2 separate regions of the Sus scrofa genome follow, and region 2 is linked to region 1. The links are chromatin contacts, called in public Hi-C maps. All regions are on one chromosome and are shown on one strand. Each heading gives the region's core, a stretch centred on a gene start, on an enhancer-like site or on the middle of the called end of the contact. The rest is flanking DNA. Distances are from core to core; before and after follow the strand shown. Region 1 holds the start of LOC110261323. Region 2 holds the start of ZNF134 (zinc finger protein 134).

Region 1 (6,642 bases), core at 1,144-3,643:
AACGCCACCCAGCAAAACCGATCTCCAATGGGAAGTAGACATGTCCTATTAGGAACAGAGGCGGTATAAAATGTGATGCGAGCCAGTCATTTAGGGAGTTTCCTCCTCGCTTGTTCAGCTCGAAAAATAACTTTCCTACTGGAAGAACATGTCTTTCCTAAAGGGGCTCCTACTTTAAGATTTCGTCCATGGAGTTCCCGTCGTGGCGCAGTGGTTAACGAATCCGACTAGGAACCATGAGGTTGCGGGTTCAGTCCCTGCCCTTGCTCAGTGGGTTAACGATCCCGCGTTGCCGTGAGCTGTGGTGTAGGTTGCAGACGCGGCTCGGATCCTGCCTTGCTGTGGCTCTGGCGTAGGCCGGTGGCTACAGCTCCGATTCAACCCCTAGCCTGGGAACCTCCATATGCCGCAGGAGCGGCCCAAGAAATAGCAACAACAACAAAAAAGACAAAAAGACCAAAAAAAAAAAAAAAAAAAAAAAAAAGATTTCGTCCAGGAGTTCCTGTTGTGGCGCAGTGGTTAACGAATCCGACTAGGAACCATGAGGTTGCGGGTTTGGTCCCTGGCCTTGCTCAGCTGTGGTGTAGCTTGCAGACGCGGCTCGGATCCCTCGTTGCTGTGGCTCTGGCGTAGGCCGGTGGCTGCAGCTCCGATTCAACCCCTAGCCTGGGAACCTCCATATGCCGCGGGAGCGGCCCAAGAAATAGCAGCAACAACAACAACAACAACAACAGACCAAAAGACAAAAAAGAAAAAAAAAAAGAAAAAAAAAAAAGGGGGGAGTTCCCGTCGTGGCACAGTGGTTAACAAATCCGACTAGGAACCATGAGGTTGCGGGTTCGGTCCCTGCCCTTGCTCAGTGGGTTAACGATCCGGCGTTGCCGTGAGCTGTGGTGTAGGTTGCAGACGCGGCTCGGATCCTGCGTTGCTGTGGCTCTGGCGTAGGCCGGTGGCTACAGCTCCGATTCAACCCCTAGCCTGGGAACCTCCATATGCCGCGGGAGCGGCCCAAGAAATAGCAACAACAACAACAACAACAACAACAAAAGACAAAAAAAAAAAAAAAAGATTTCGTCCAGCCTTTAAACTATGTGGAAGTTTCATACCATACTTGTGGATTTCCGTGTAGGCAGAGCTCAGGACGGAGGAGGCGGCTTGAATTCCTGTGTGGGGCTGACAGAAAATGGGATATGAGCATTGAAGAGGTCTCAGAAATCTTCATGGGGTCACCAGGGTGTCTGGAGGGAAACTAAGTTGTGTGTTCGGGGTGAGACGTCACAGGGATGCACAGAGAACTTCTGCCAGGGCTGAGAACGGGCAGAGGGTGCACAGGCTGCACCGAGCAGCAGTATCAGAATCCTGACCTGCCAGAGGGGGCGCACCTCCCCGAACACCTAGATGGTCAGTGGAGACCCCCAAAACGCTTCATTTAGGAGTAAGAGCATGGGAGTTCCCGTCGTGGCGCAGTGGTTAACGAATCCGACTAGAAACCATGAGGTTGCGGGTTCGGTCCCTGCCCTTGCTCAGTGGGTTAATGATCCGGCGTTGCTGTGAGCTGTGGTGTACGTTGCAGACGCAGCTCGGATCCCGCGTTGCTGTGGCTCTGGCGTAGGCTGGCAGCTACAGCTCCGATTGGACCCCTAGCCTGGGAATCTCCATATGCCACGGGAGTGGCCCAAAGAAGCAGCAAAAAGACAAAAAAAAAAAAAAAAAAAAAAAAAGGAGTAAGAGCATGCTCTAAGCCATGTGTCTGCCCTGGTCAGGCAGCACTGCAGCAGCTGGCAGAGGGGCCTGGAGGAAACAAGAGCAGCGGTGATCCTCAGGCTGGGTGTCTTACTTTCACATAAGGGTTTTCTTTCGTGCGTTGCTGTTGTTGTTGTTGTCTTTTCTAGGGCCGCACCCGTGGCATATGGAGGTTCCCAGGCTAGGGGCCGAATCAGAGCTGTAGCCGCCGGCCTACATCACAGCCACAGCAACACCATATCCGAGCTGTGTCTGCGACCTACATCACAGCTCACGGCAACGCCGGATCCTTTACCCAGAGTGAGGCCAGGGATCGAATCTGCAACCTCATTGTTCCTAGTCGGATTCGTTAACCACTGAGCCACGACGGGAACTCCTCTTTCTTTCCTTTCCCTTTTTCCTGTGGCACCTGGAGCATATGGAAGTTTCTGGGTTAGGGGTCCAATCCAAGCTACAGCTGAGGCCTATGCCACAGCCACTGTGACAGCAGTAACACTAGACCTCAGCCACAGCTGGCTACAATGTGGGTTTTGCTTTTTTTTTTTTGTTTTTTTTTTTTTTTTTTGTTTTTTTTTTTTAGGATTTGAGATAATTTTTATTTGCTTCTGTGTTGTTTGATTTTCTGTTTCCTTTCTTCTTCTTCTTCTTCTTCTTCTTCTTCTTCTTCTTCTTCTTCTTCTTCTTCTCCTTCTTCTTCTATGTGTTTCATCTTTACCCCAAAGAACATGGCCGGCAATGGAACCCACATCCTCACAGAAAAAAATGGGGTCTTTAAACCGGTGAGCTACAAAGGGAACTCCCCCATAAGGGTTTCTTACTCTCTGAATTCTCTTCAAGTAGGTAACAACTCTCTTTTAATCACTGAAGGAGTGATGTTTCAACAGAACCCACCACTAAAATGCGTTTGTTTTCCAGACACCACGACTCCGGGAAGACATGCGCGTGAGGCGGGGGAGGGGGATGAGTGGGGCGAGGGGGAGACCGCTGACAGCCAACCCCGTCCACGGAGGGACCTCCTTCAGACGGAACCGAGCCCAGGCTGGTCTAGGTTCCTCCCTGCGCTGCACGCTGGGGGGCAGTGACGCCCTGCTCCCGCCTTCCCGAGGGAACCTGGAACCTGGTTAGTTATTTTCCTCCACGATCAGATGCGCTTCAAGGCGGCGAAGCCGAGTGTGACCCTGAGGTGGCATCTTGCCGAGGACAGCGACACCACAGTGGTTGTGGCAGGAGGGACAGGCTGGAAGCCCAGACCCCACAGTGCTCCATGCCTGTGGGCTGACAGCGACTAAGGCAGACAACAGGGAAGCTCAGGGGGCGGCGGAGACCTTATTTTTATGTTTAGAGCCGCAGGTGCGGCATATGGAGGTTCCCAGGCGAGGGGTCCAATCGGAGCTGCAGCCACGGGCCTACACCACAGCCACGGCCACGCCAGATCCAATCCCAGGGTTCGAGCTTTTACCTGAGCCGGGTCATTCAGCGCCGCCGCCGCCATCCAAGTCTGTGGGAGGAGCGGGGTGTTATGCGGTGGGCGACCTACACCCCATCTCACTGCAAGGCCCGATACCCAGCCCACTGAGCGAGGCCAGGGATCGAACCCGCGTTCTCATGGACCTTAGTCAGACTCCGCTGAGCCAGGACGGGAACTCCTCCGGGGAGGTCTTTGAGGCCACTCCCCTCCCGACTGAGTCTCCATCCCTTGACCCAGAGTTTGAGTTCCTCCTTTGCACTCAGGGGCCGAATTCCGACTTCCGCGTGCAGCCACCAGGCCGCAAGGTGCCCGGAGCACTTTCCCGGTGGAAGAGCAGGGAGCTGCGGGGACGCGCGAGGGCCCCCAGACCCGGCGGACGGATGCTGCTGGGTCTTCCCGGACAGAGTCAAGCCGGAGTTCCCGGAAGGTCTCCCTCGGCCCCTCTGCGCTCTAGGGACAACTTCCCCACCGCCGGTCCTCACTCCCTCTCCGCACAGAGGTCAGGTGCGGACCCGGGGCGCCGACCACACGTCCGCGCTGCCATCCAGGGACGGCGGATTCTCAACCTTTCGTCTTCAAAGCCAAATCCCGACCTTTCCAGGCGCAGACACACCTGCCACCCCCGAGCCGGGCACGTCGGGAGCCCGTTCTCGGGTGGGTGGGAGTTCCGGGGAGGGGACTCAGCGCCTTTCTTCAAAAGTGCCGTCCCTGTCGTCCCCCTACCCGCGCGCGGGGGAGACCGCCCCTCTAGCCCGCGCCCACGTGCGTCCGCCTGGTCTCCGACGGCAGAGCCCGCACCGGACCCCAGCGGGACCGTCGCCGACCCCGCACCCGCCCCTTCCCGGACCACCTCCGTACCGGCCGCCAGGGCAGACCGCTGCCTGGACCCCCGCTGCTGCCACGGCTTCCAGGACTCCAGGTCCTGGCGGGACGGGCCCTCCCCGGCGGCGGGCGGGGCCGCGAGAACTACATCACCCACAATGCCCCGCACCCGCCCACGCGGCGTGGCCAAGGACTTGCAAGGGCGTTTCCGCGCGGGAACGAGACGGTGTGGGCGGGACTTCCCGCTCCGCTGGGGGCGCCGTCCCTTTGCTCCGGGGTCCAGCAGCGATCTGAGTCCTGTCGGAGCGCGGAGTCAGCCTCGAGGCGACCGCAGCGAGGAGGCGCTGGAGGAAAGGTTGTCCCCACTGCACAACGGCTCGTCTGCAGAGCCGCGGCGGTGAACGGCGACTGTACCCGAGCTCAGTCTCGGTCGCCCACCCCGTCACACCCCGCTCCTCCCACAGACTCGGTTGGCGGCGGCGGTGCTGAGTGACCCGGCTCAAGCAAAAACTCGTCCTCTGGGCCTTCACTGCCCTCGCCCCAGCAGACGCTAAAGCCCCGAGGGCGAGGCGCCTGCTCCGTATTGCTCCCTGTGTCCAGATCGGTAAGGATCTCTTGGGCGAGTGTCCATACCTGAACACCAGGGTGGTGAGGTGTAGGAGAGTGCTACTGGCAGAGGGACCAGCTTACGTAAAGTCGTGGAGGGGATATTGAGCCAGAATCGTTCAGCCTGGAATGGCAAAGCGAGGAGGTTTGTTTGTTTTTGCCTTTTCTAGAGCCACTCCTGCGGCATATGAAGGTTCCCAGGCTAGGGGTCGAATCGGAGCTGTAGCCACCGGCCTACACCAGAGCCACAGCAACGCCAGATCCGAGCCGCGTCTGCAACCTACACCACAGGTCACAGCAATGCCAGATCCTTAACCCGCCGAGCAAGGCCAGGGATGGAACCCGCAACCTCATGGTTCCCAGTCAGATTCGTTAACCACTGCTTCACGACGGAACTTCAACGAGGAGTTTTAATCTCAGGACGGTAGAAGCTGTGGAGTCCTGTGCACAAAAGAGGCACATGATGTGAGTAAGGCTTTTCAAGTTCTCCAGAAGTTGCTCAGAGCAAGAACAGACAAAAGGTGATGAAAAGCACCGAGGGGCGGGCGGTTGAGTCGGTCCAAGGTCACACACCTATAAATGCAGGAAGGACCGAGACTCAAAGTTAAGGCAGTCCTGCCATCATCTTGTTCCAGGGCTGCAGAAGGATACCTGGAGGCCAGAGACCATTGAGGCTGCCGTGGTTATATCCCTCTAATGACCTCCTTCTTCCCATAGACTCCCATGACTACAGAGGTGCTTATGGACCGTACAGAGGTGAGTGGAGGATATTTGGGGCCCTCAGTGGTCCTGACCCCACCCTTTGTCTCAGGGATTGTGTCCTGGGATTCTTCCAGTCCATGGGCCTGAGGACCCTGAAGAAACCACAAGCCCAGGGTTGTAAAGCCAGACTAGAGGTGAAAAGGAGAGTTCCTATTTCTGGCAACCAATGCAATTTGGTGTAAAAACTTGTTCCAGACATAGGTTCCAGAATGTGCTAATTCTTGGAGGTGAGACTCAGTTCAAGAATTGTAGTTCTCCCTATGTATTTATTTATGTCTTTTTAAAGCCACACCTGAGGCATATGGAGGTTCCCAGGCTAGAGGTTGAATTGAAGCTGTAGCTCCTGGCCTACACCACAGCCACAGCAACGCCAGATCCGAGCAGTGTCTGTGACCTACACCACGGCTCACGGCAATGCCAGATCCTTAACCCACTGAGTAAGGCCCAGGATTGAACCTGCGTCCTCATGGATACTAGTAAGATTTTTTTCTGATGAGCCGCAATGGGAACTCCCGAGCTCTCCATTCTTATGAGAAAGAAAGGCAAGCTGAGGGCAGGTGGGAAGGTGTAAGGCTAGAAATGGCTCCATGAGAAGTTGGGGATCTCTTCTGGAGGTGATGAGACAAATAGGAGGTTTGGGACAGAGAAGAAAAGTGATGTGACCCAGGTCTCATCATTGGCTGCTTGGAGAGGAGACTATAGGTGTAGAGAGGCAACAGGAAGAGCAGAAAGAGGCACATGCCATACTTCAGGGGAATGTTGGTGGTTGTAGTGGTGTAAGGGCCATAGAGATGGGAGAACTGGCTGGATTCTGGATCCACTTTTGAAACTAGGGCTGCCCAGCACTTCAGATTTTGAGTGTGAGAGAGAGAAAGGTAGAGGTCAGGAGTGACTCCAAAGTCTGGGAGTTCAACAGCTAGAAGATGGAAACTCCCGTGACCAAATAGTAAGATTTTCATGAAGACCTGGTAGGGAGTTCCCATCATGGCGCAGCGGAAACAAATCCAACTAGGAACGGTGAGGTTGCAGGTTTGATCCCAGGCCTCGCTCAGGGGGTTAAGGATCCAGCGTTGCCGTGAGCTGTGGTGCAGGTCGCAGATGCGGCTCGGACCTGATGTTGCTGTGGTGTATATCAGCAGCTGTAGCTCAGACTGGACCCCTAGCCTGGGAACCTCCATATGCCCCCCCCCCAAAAAAAAGTTGGTAGTAAGATTAGTTTTCATTGAAGCTAGCTGGCAGTT
Region 2 (6,642 bases), core at 1,436-3,935, 33 kb before region 1:
CAGGAGTTCCCATTGTGGCGCAGTGGTTAACGAATCCAACTAGGAACCATGAGGTTGCGGGTTCGGTCCCTGCCCTTGCTCAGTGGGTTAACGATCCGGCGTTGCCATGAGCTGCGGTGTAGGTCGCAGACACGGCTCAGATCCCGCGTTGCTGTGGCTCTGGCGTAGGCCGGTGGCTACAGCTCCAATTCGACCCCTAGCCTGGGAACCTCCATATGCCGAGGGAGCGGCTCAAGAAATAGCAAAAAAAAAAAAAAAAAAGAGAGACAAAATCCAGTCCCAGAGGCTTTCTGCCCCAGGCCGGTGACTCTCCCAGATGACCACGTGTCCCCTAACTAACCCACCAACATGACTGCAACTTCCTAGACACACAAGGTCACAACAATATACTAAGGAGCCCACCATACAGTGAATAAGCAGTACTCCTGGCCTCACTGTTCTCTTGACTCCATCATCCCTATGTCTCTACTTCTGCCTAATGTACTCAGCCCTGAGAAGCCTACATCACCTGCCGCCACCCTCCCTCCCACACCGCTCCCATGGCCACGTATCTCCTTCACCTGCGGTTTGTGATGTCTCATCCTCCACCTAAGCAGGAGGCCAAGCCCTCAAAGCCCCCTCTTCTCTCCCTGGGCTATTAGTAACATCATCATGACCAAGATCATTGCCACTAAATGTGACTCACAGTGTTATGGACTCAACGTATGCAGCCTCCCAAAATGGACACATTGAAGCCTGAATCCTCAATGTGATGGTATCTGGAGGTAGGGCCTTTGGGAAGTAGCCAGGTTCAGATGAGGTCATGAGAAGGGACACTTTACACGAAGAGGAAGATAGATGTCTCTTGTTCCCTCCACCCGCCTGTACCAAGAAAAAGCTAAGCGAGGATGCAGTAAAAAGGGAACCAACTGCAAGGCAGGAAGAGACTCCCTGTCTAGGAATCCAATCTGCCAGCACTTTGTTTTGGACTCCTCAGCTTCTAGAACTGTAAGAAAGCGAAGTGTTTTGTTTTAGCTGTCCAAGTAAGACACTCAGTTTCCCCACCTTCTGCAGATGTCTCTATACTGAAACCCCTCCCAGAGACCTAGACCTGTGTGCCCAGCTGCCCACTTAATAACTCTACTCATTAGTTCTCTGAAACATCTCATACACTATGGTCAAAAAAAAAAAAAAAAAAAAAAATCCTAATACCCTGATTGAAAATTAATAGTTATGACCAAATTCCATATCCCATTATCCCATTTCATGGAACTTCAATCCCTCTCACTGCTAAACCCCCAAAACTTGCAATCAACTATGACTTGTACCTTTTCCTTTTTTAAAAAAGCTCCATTTATTTATTGGAGTTCCCGGTGTGGCATGGCAGAAACGAATCCAACTAGGAACCATGTTTCAGGTTCGATCCATAGCCTTGCTCCGTGGGTTAAGGTTCTGGCGTTGCCAGGAGCTATGGTGTAGGTTGCAGATGTAGCTTGGATCCTGCGTAGCTGTGGCTGTGGCACAGGCCAGCAGCTGTAGCTCCGATTTGACCCCCATCCTGGGAACCTCCATATGTTGTGAGTGGGGCCCTAAAAAGACCAAAAAAAAAAAAAAAAAGTTTATTTATTTACTTTTTTTTTTTTTTTTGCGTTTTAGAAGCAAGTCCGAGGCATATGGAGGTTCCCAGGCTAGGGGTCCAATCAGAGCTGTAGCCACCGGCCTATGCCACAGCCACAGCCACGCAGGATCCCAGCCGTGTCTGCAACCTACACCACAGCTCACAGCAACAGCAGATCCTTAACCCATAGAGCGAGGCCAGGGACGGAACCCCCATCCTCATGGATACTAGTAGGATTTGTTACCGCTGAGCCACGATGGGAACTCCCGTGACTTCTACGTTTGTATCTCACATTCCAAATCAGAAAATCAGAGCAGATTTACTTTTAAAAAAAAAAAAGAAAAGAAAGAACGAAGATCCAGAATCCAACCATTTCTACCACCTCCAAGGCCACCACACTCATCGGGACTATAGCAGTAGCTTTCTCTCTGTTCTTCCTAACTCCTTCCTCACACCTCCCATTCAGTTCTCCACACTGCAGTCACAGGGAGCCTGATAAGAGCTGGGACAGATCACCTACAGAAAAGACACTCAACTTCTAAAAAAAAAAAAAAAAGACACTCAACTTCTCAGAGAGCCATTCCAGTCCTGAGTCTTGCCCCCTTGCTCTGTTCCCATGGGAAAGACAGGAGACTGGGCCACCTGAAAATGGCAGCCCGGCATCCAAGCGCGACTCTGCCTCACATTCTCTGTTCCCTGAACACATTAAGGCAGACCTCGGAGTTCCCGAATCCTCCCGCCTCATTTGCACCCCCAAGTCCTTACACCTGCCGGCCCCTCCACCTGTAACCCTCTCCCACGCGCCACCACAAATCCGTCAGAAAAAAAAACCCGACCCATGAAGGCCTCGCTGTCTTGGACACCGGGGCCTGGGCTGCAGGCACGTGAGCAGGCGACCCGCACTGGCGCTTTTAGGCACGGGTGGGTGGGGTGAGGGCCCGGAGGTCGAGCATTTACCCGAGGCGGGTCCCAAAGCGCCGCGGCCGCCATCGGACACTCTGGGCGGAGCGGGGCCAGGAGCGGTGGCGGGACGCGGGCACGGCGGTCTCTTTGCCGGGGCTGGAATGGAGCACCCGGGCGGCGTCTCAGTGCAGCGCGGACGGCACCTCCTCTTGGACCTTCTCAGTCTTGACTCTATTCTCCAGAACGTGAGACGAAACGCCGACAAATCAACCGCCACGAGGGAGACGCCGGAAGTCCCGCCCCAAGTAGGTGCGCACATTACGGAAACCCACTTCTTCCAAACTCTCATTGGCTCAATGCCGAAGACGCCCTGCGCAGAGCCCTCTGGGTAATATAGTCCCCACGTCTTTGAGCCCAAGCGCAAGGCGCCACTTACCAGGACCTCGGAGAAAGGTGGCACCTGTGCGAAGAAGTTACGAGAGGAGTTCCCTTGTGGCGCGGAGGAAACGAATCTGACTTGCAACCATGAGGTTACAGGTTCGATCCCTGGCCTCGCTCAGTGGGTTAGGGACCCGACGTTGCCTTGAGCTGTGGTGTAGGTCGCAGACGCAGCTTAGATCCAGGGTTGCTGTGGCTCTGGTGCAGGCCGGTGGCTACAGCTCCAATTCGACCCCTAGCCTGGGAACCTCCCTATGCCGAGGGAGCCCCCCCCCCCAAAAAAAGGACTGCTTGCTTGCTGCCTGTGTGTTCGCGGAGTTCATTCTTTGCGCACGCAAGAACACGGATGATTCCGGTATCATCTTTCTGGTATCAGCAGTGTCTGTGACAACAAAGTCCCCCTAAAACTGAGACCTCCTATTGAATTTATGCTTAATCTCTCTATCCAAAACTATTCTCTTCTGACCTCAATCCCATGCTAGCTAATCAAGCAGAGTCAGGTTGATACCAGAAAGATGATACCGGAACCTAGGTTCTTGTTTACGGCAGTCCATGAATGAACTCCACGAACACACAGGCAGCAAGCAAGCAAAGTCTTTATTTTTTATTTTTTGCCTTTTGTGTTTTTAGGGCCACACCCGTGGCACATGGAGGTTCCCAGGCTAGGGGTCCAATCGGAGCTGCAGCTACCGGCCTACGCCACAGCAACACGGGATCCAAGCCGCGTCTGCGACCTACACCCCAGCTCATGGCAATGCTGGATCCTTAACCCACTGAGCAAGGCCAGGGATTGAACCTGCAACCTCATGGTTCCAGTCGGATTTGTTTCTGCTGTGTCACGACGGGAAATCCAAGCAAAGTTTTGTTTTGTTTTGTTTTCCTTTTCTGGGGCCACTCCCGAAGCATATGGAGGTTCCCAGGCTAGGGGTCTAATTGGAGCTATAGCCACTGGCCTACGCCAGAGCCACAGCTACTTGGGATCCAAGCCACATCATCGACCTACACCACAGCTCATGGCAATGCTGGATCCTTAACCTACTGAGCAAAGGCAGGGATCAAACCCACAACCTCATGGTTCCTAGTTGGATTTGTTAACCACTGCAGCACGACAGGAACTCCAAGTATTGCTTTTTCTGAGATGTGTGTGTACTGTGGCTGTTCCTTGAAATTCAATGACTCAAAGTGTTGACAGCAAGTACCTGTGTGGTTATTTGTATTATGTATAATAAAATATGGGGGCTTCCTCAGTTTGGATTTGGGCTGTTTTTGTTGAAACACACCACAGTCCTCCTGTGGCATAACTGATGCTTGACTTTATAAAAAAACTTTAGAAATAGTGGTGGCAGAAGCACAACATTGCAAATGTACTTAATGTGATTGAAATGTACACTTAAATGACTGAAAAGACAAATTTAATATTGCATAGCATTTACCACTATGTACATACACATACGAAAAGTGCCTAAACTGAGAGATTTTCTCCAAATTGCCAAACCCCTAAACTTTCTGCTGTTACACTATTTCAAAATGTCATGAACAGTTCCACTGATGAAGCTAAAACAGCATCATATTTGCATTAGGAATACATAGTGTAAAAATAGGGCTTCTTATAGGATTATGATTTCCAGGACCTAACTATCCCATTCTACATACAGTAAGAAATTTCTATCAAGAATCTGACAGTAGAAGAAATGGATAAATTTCCTGTAGAGAAGACACTCATCTGGTCACAATCAAGTTAGGAAAAATGTTTCCCTTGTCCAGCAGGAAAAACCGCGTGACACAAATATCACTGCAAATGAGCACAAAGGGGCTGAATGCTGGGAAACATGAAGACAAAAACATAGAGGTATCCACCAGCCACTGGCCTGGAATAACACATAGCGTCATCCAAACAGACAAGAGAGAAGACAGTAAAAGGAGAAAACGGAGCCCACGAGGATCAAGATGGTACCTGTGGCTCTCGCCTCAGCAGAAGATCGGGAAGATCAGCTGTTGCTGGGAATGTGCTGGACTCGCTGCTTGTGCCTGTGCAGGAAAACGACCAAGGAGCCACTAGCACAGACCATGAGGCCTAAACACACAAAGTCAACTGTGAAGAATATGACTCCAATGACAAACTTCACAGTTCTGTCAGCATTCAGAGAGGAACAATATTCGTAATTTATTTTCACACTCGTGTTTTTGCTGTGCTTTGGGCCAATCATGTTGACAGGAACCACACTATTTACCAAGAGATGCAGGACCCAGCAAAGGGAACAGCAAAAACCAATGCACGCTGGGGATCTCATTTTGAGCTCCATCCACCTAGAGAACCGGGGGCAAAGCTTAATGGTCTGAAAGACACTGAGGAGGGCAGTCATTGTGAAGGAAACCCCTCTGGCCACTCTGTGGAAATAAAAGAGAAACTTGCATCCCGGCTCGTTCAGGAAATGTTTTGATCCAAAAGCTGCTATTGTATGGGGGACCCCTCTGGAAAAAAGCACGAAGGAGTTGGCTAAGGCCAGTTGGCTGAGAATCAAGTCTGTGGGTCTCACCTTACGTCCCTTGAAAAGTGGGAAGTTATAAACATAAAGGAGGGAGAAGTTTCCAAGAATCCCACGTCCCATTTGAGTGAGGAAGAGAAGCCCTATTTCCCACTGGGCAGTAGCCATCACATACCTATGGGATAGTGATTTAAGGTGAAGCCGGATGAATGACAGCTCCACAGATACAAAGAAGTATGTGATAAATAAACCGTGGTACCTGCAGGTAGTGTAATGTTGTTCAGTATGAAAATGAGTTGAACTATCAAGACACAGATGAACCTTAAATGCATATTAGTAAGTGAAAGAAGCCAATCTAAAAAGGTAACTTACTGGGTGATTCCAAGGATAAAACATTCCGGAAACGGCTTAAAACTATGGCGACAATAAAAAGAACAGTGGTTGCCAAGAGTGGAGAGGAGTGGGGAAGTATGAATAGGCACCCCATAGATGAATTTTAGGGCAGTAAAAATATGCTGTATGATATTATAATGAACGATGTAGTCATGACCAATTTGTCTTTACCAACAGAATTTATAACGTCATGAGTGAAACCTAAGGAAAACTAACGACATTGCATGATTCTGCTGTATCAAGGTAGTTACATCTTTGGTAAAAAAAAAAAAAAAAAAAATGTACCATTCTGGTGAGTGATGCTGCTAATGGGGGAGACTACGCATGTGTAAAGCCAGGAGATAGATAGGGAATCTCTGTACCTTCCTTTCAATTTTATCGTGAACATAAACTCCTCTAAAAAAGAGTCTTTAAAAAAAAAAATGTTACCATCACCATCATGCTCAGTAACCTCCAATACTAAATCTTACAAATATTTTGTCAATTTCAATGGGCATTAAGTATGTGTGCTTATGGATGCAGAGGCTATTCATGGACTTTCTACCTGGAAACACTTTAAATGTCTATCTGTGGGAACGGATGGATGTATTACAGCCCAATTGTACAACAGAATTTTCTACACCTGTAAATTGCGTGAGAAGGATCTCTCAACACTGATCTGTGGTTACGTGTGTATGTATCTATATGTATCCTGAAGTGAAAATCCATATAGAGAACTCTGTAGGCTAAGTTTTTCCATGTATAATGAGGAATGAAAATATAGGCAGAGAACATATATAGAATGGGGCAGAAATTAAAGTTAGATTTTTTAAGAAAAAAACTCTA

What was found. Hi-C and Micro-C count contacts between places; a contact is called where the count stands out from the background.
Region 2: a Hi-C map of skeletal muscle shows a contact between it and region 1, with 9 times the contacts expected there. The contact joins the promoter of ZNF134 here to the promoter of LOC110261323 in region 1. A contact is called at or near these places in 9 of 47 Hi-C or Micro-C datasets (fetal heart ventricle, liver, mesenteric adipose tissue and 4 more).

The regions. Positions count from the first base shown.
Region 1 is chr6:62,045,324-62,051,965 of Sscrofa11.1, reverse strand. LOC110261323 reads left to right here and starts at 2,393. Exons shown (of 3, transcript XM_021097335.1): 1 at 2,393-4,637; 2 at 4,931-5,395. The coding sequence starts at 3,103. The coding sequence ends at 4,434.
Region 2 is chr6:62,078,853-62,085,494 of Sscrofa11.1, reverse strand. ZNF134 (zinc finger protein 134) reads right to left here and starts at 2,685. Exons shown (of 3, transcript XM_021097342.1): 1 at 2,555-2,685. The coding sequence starts at 2,587.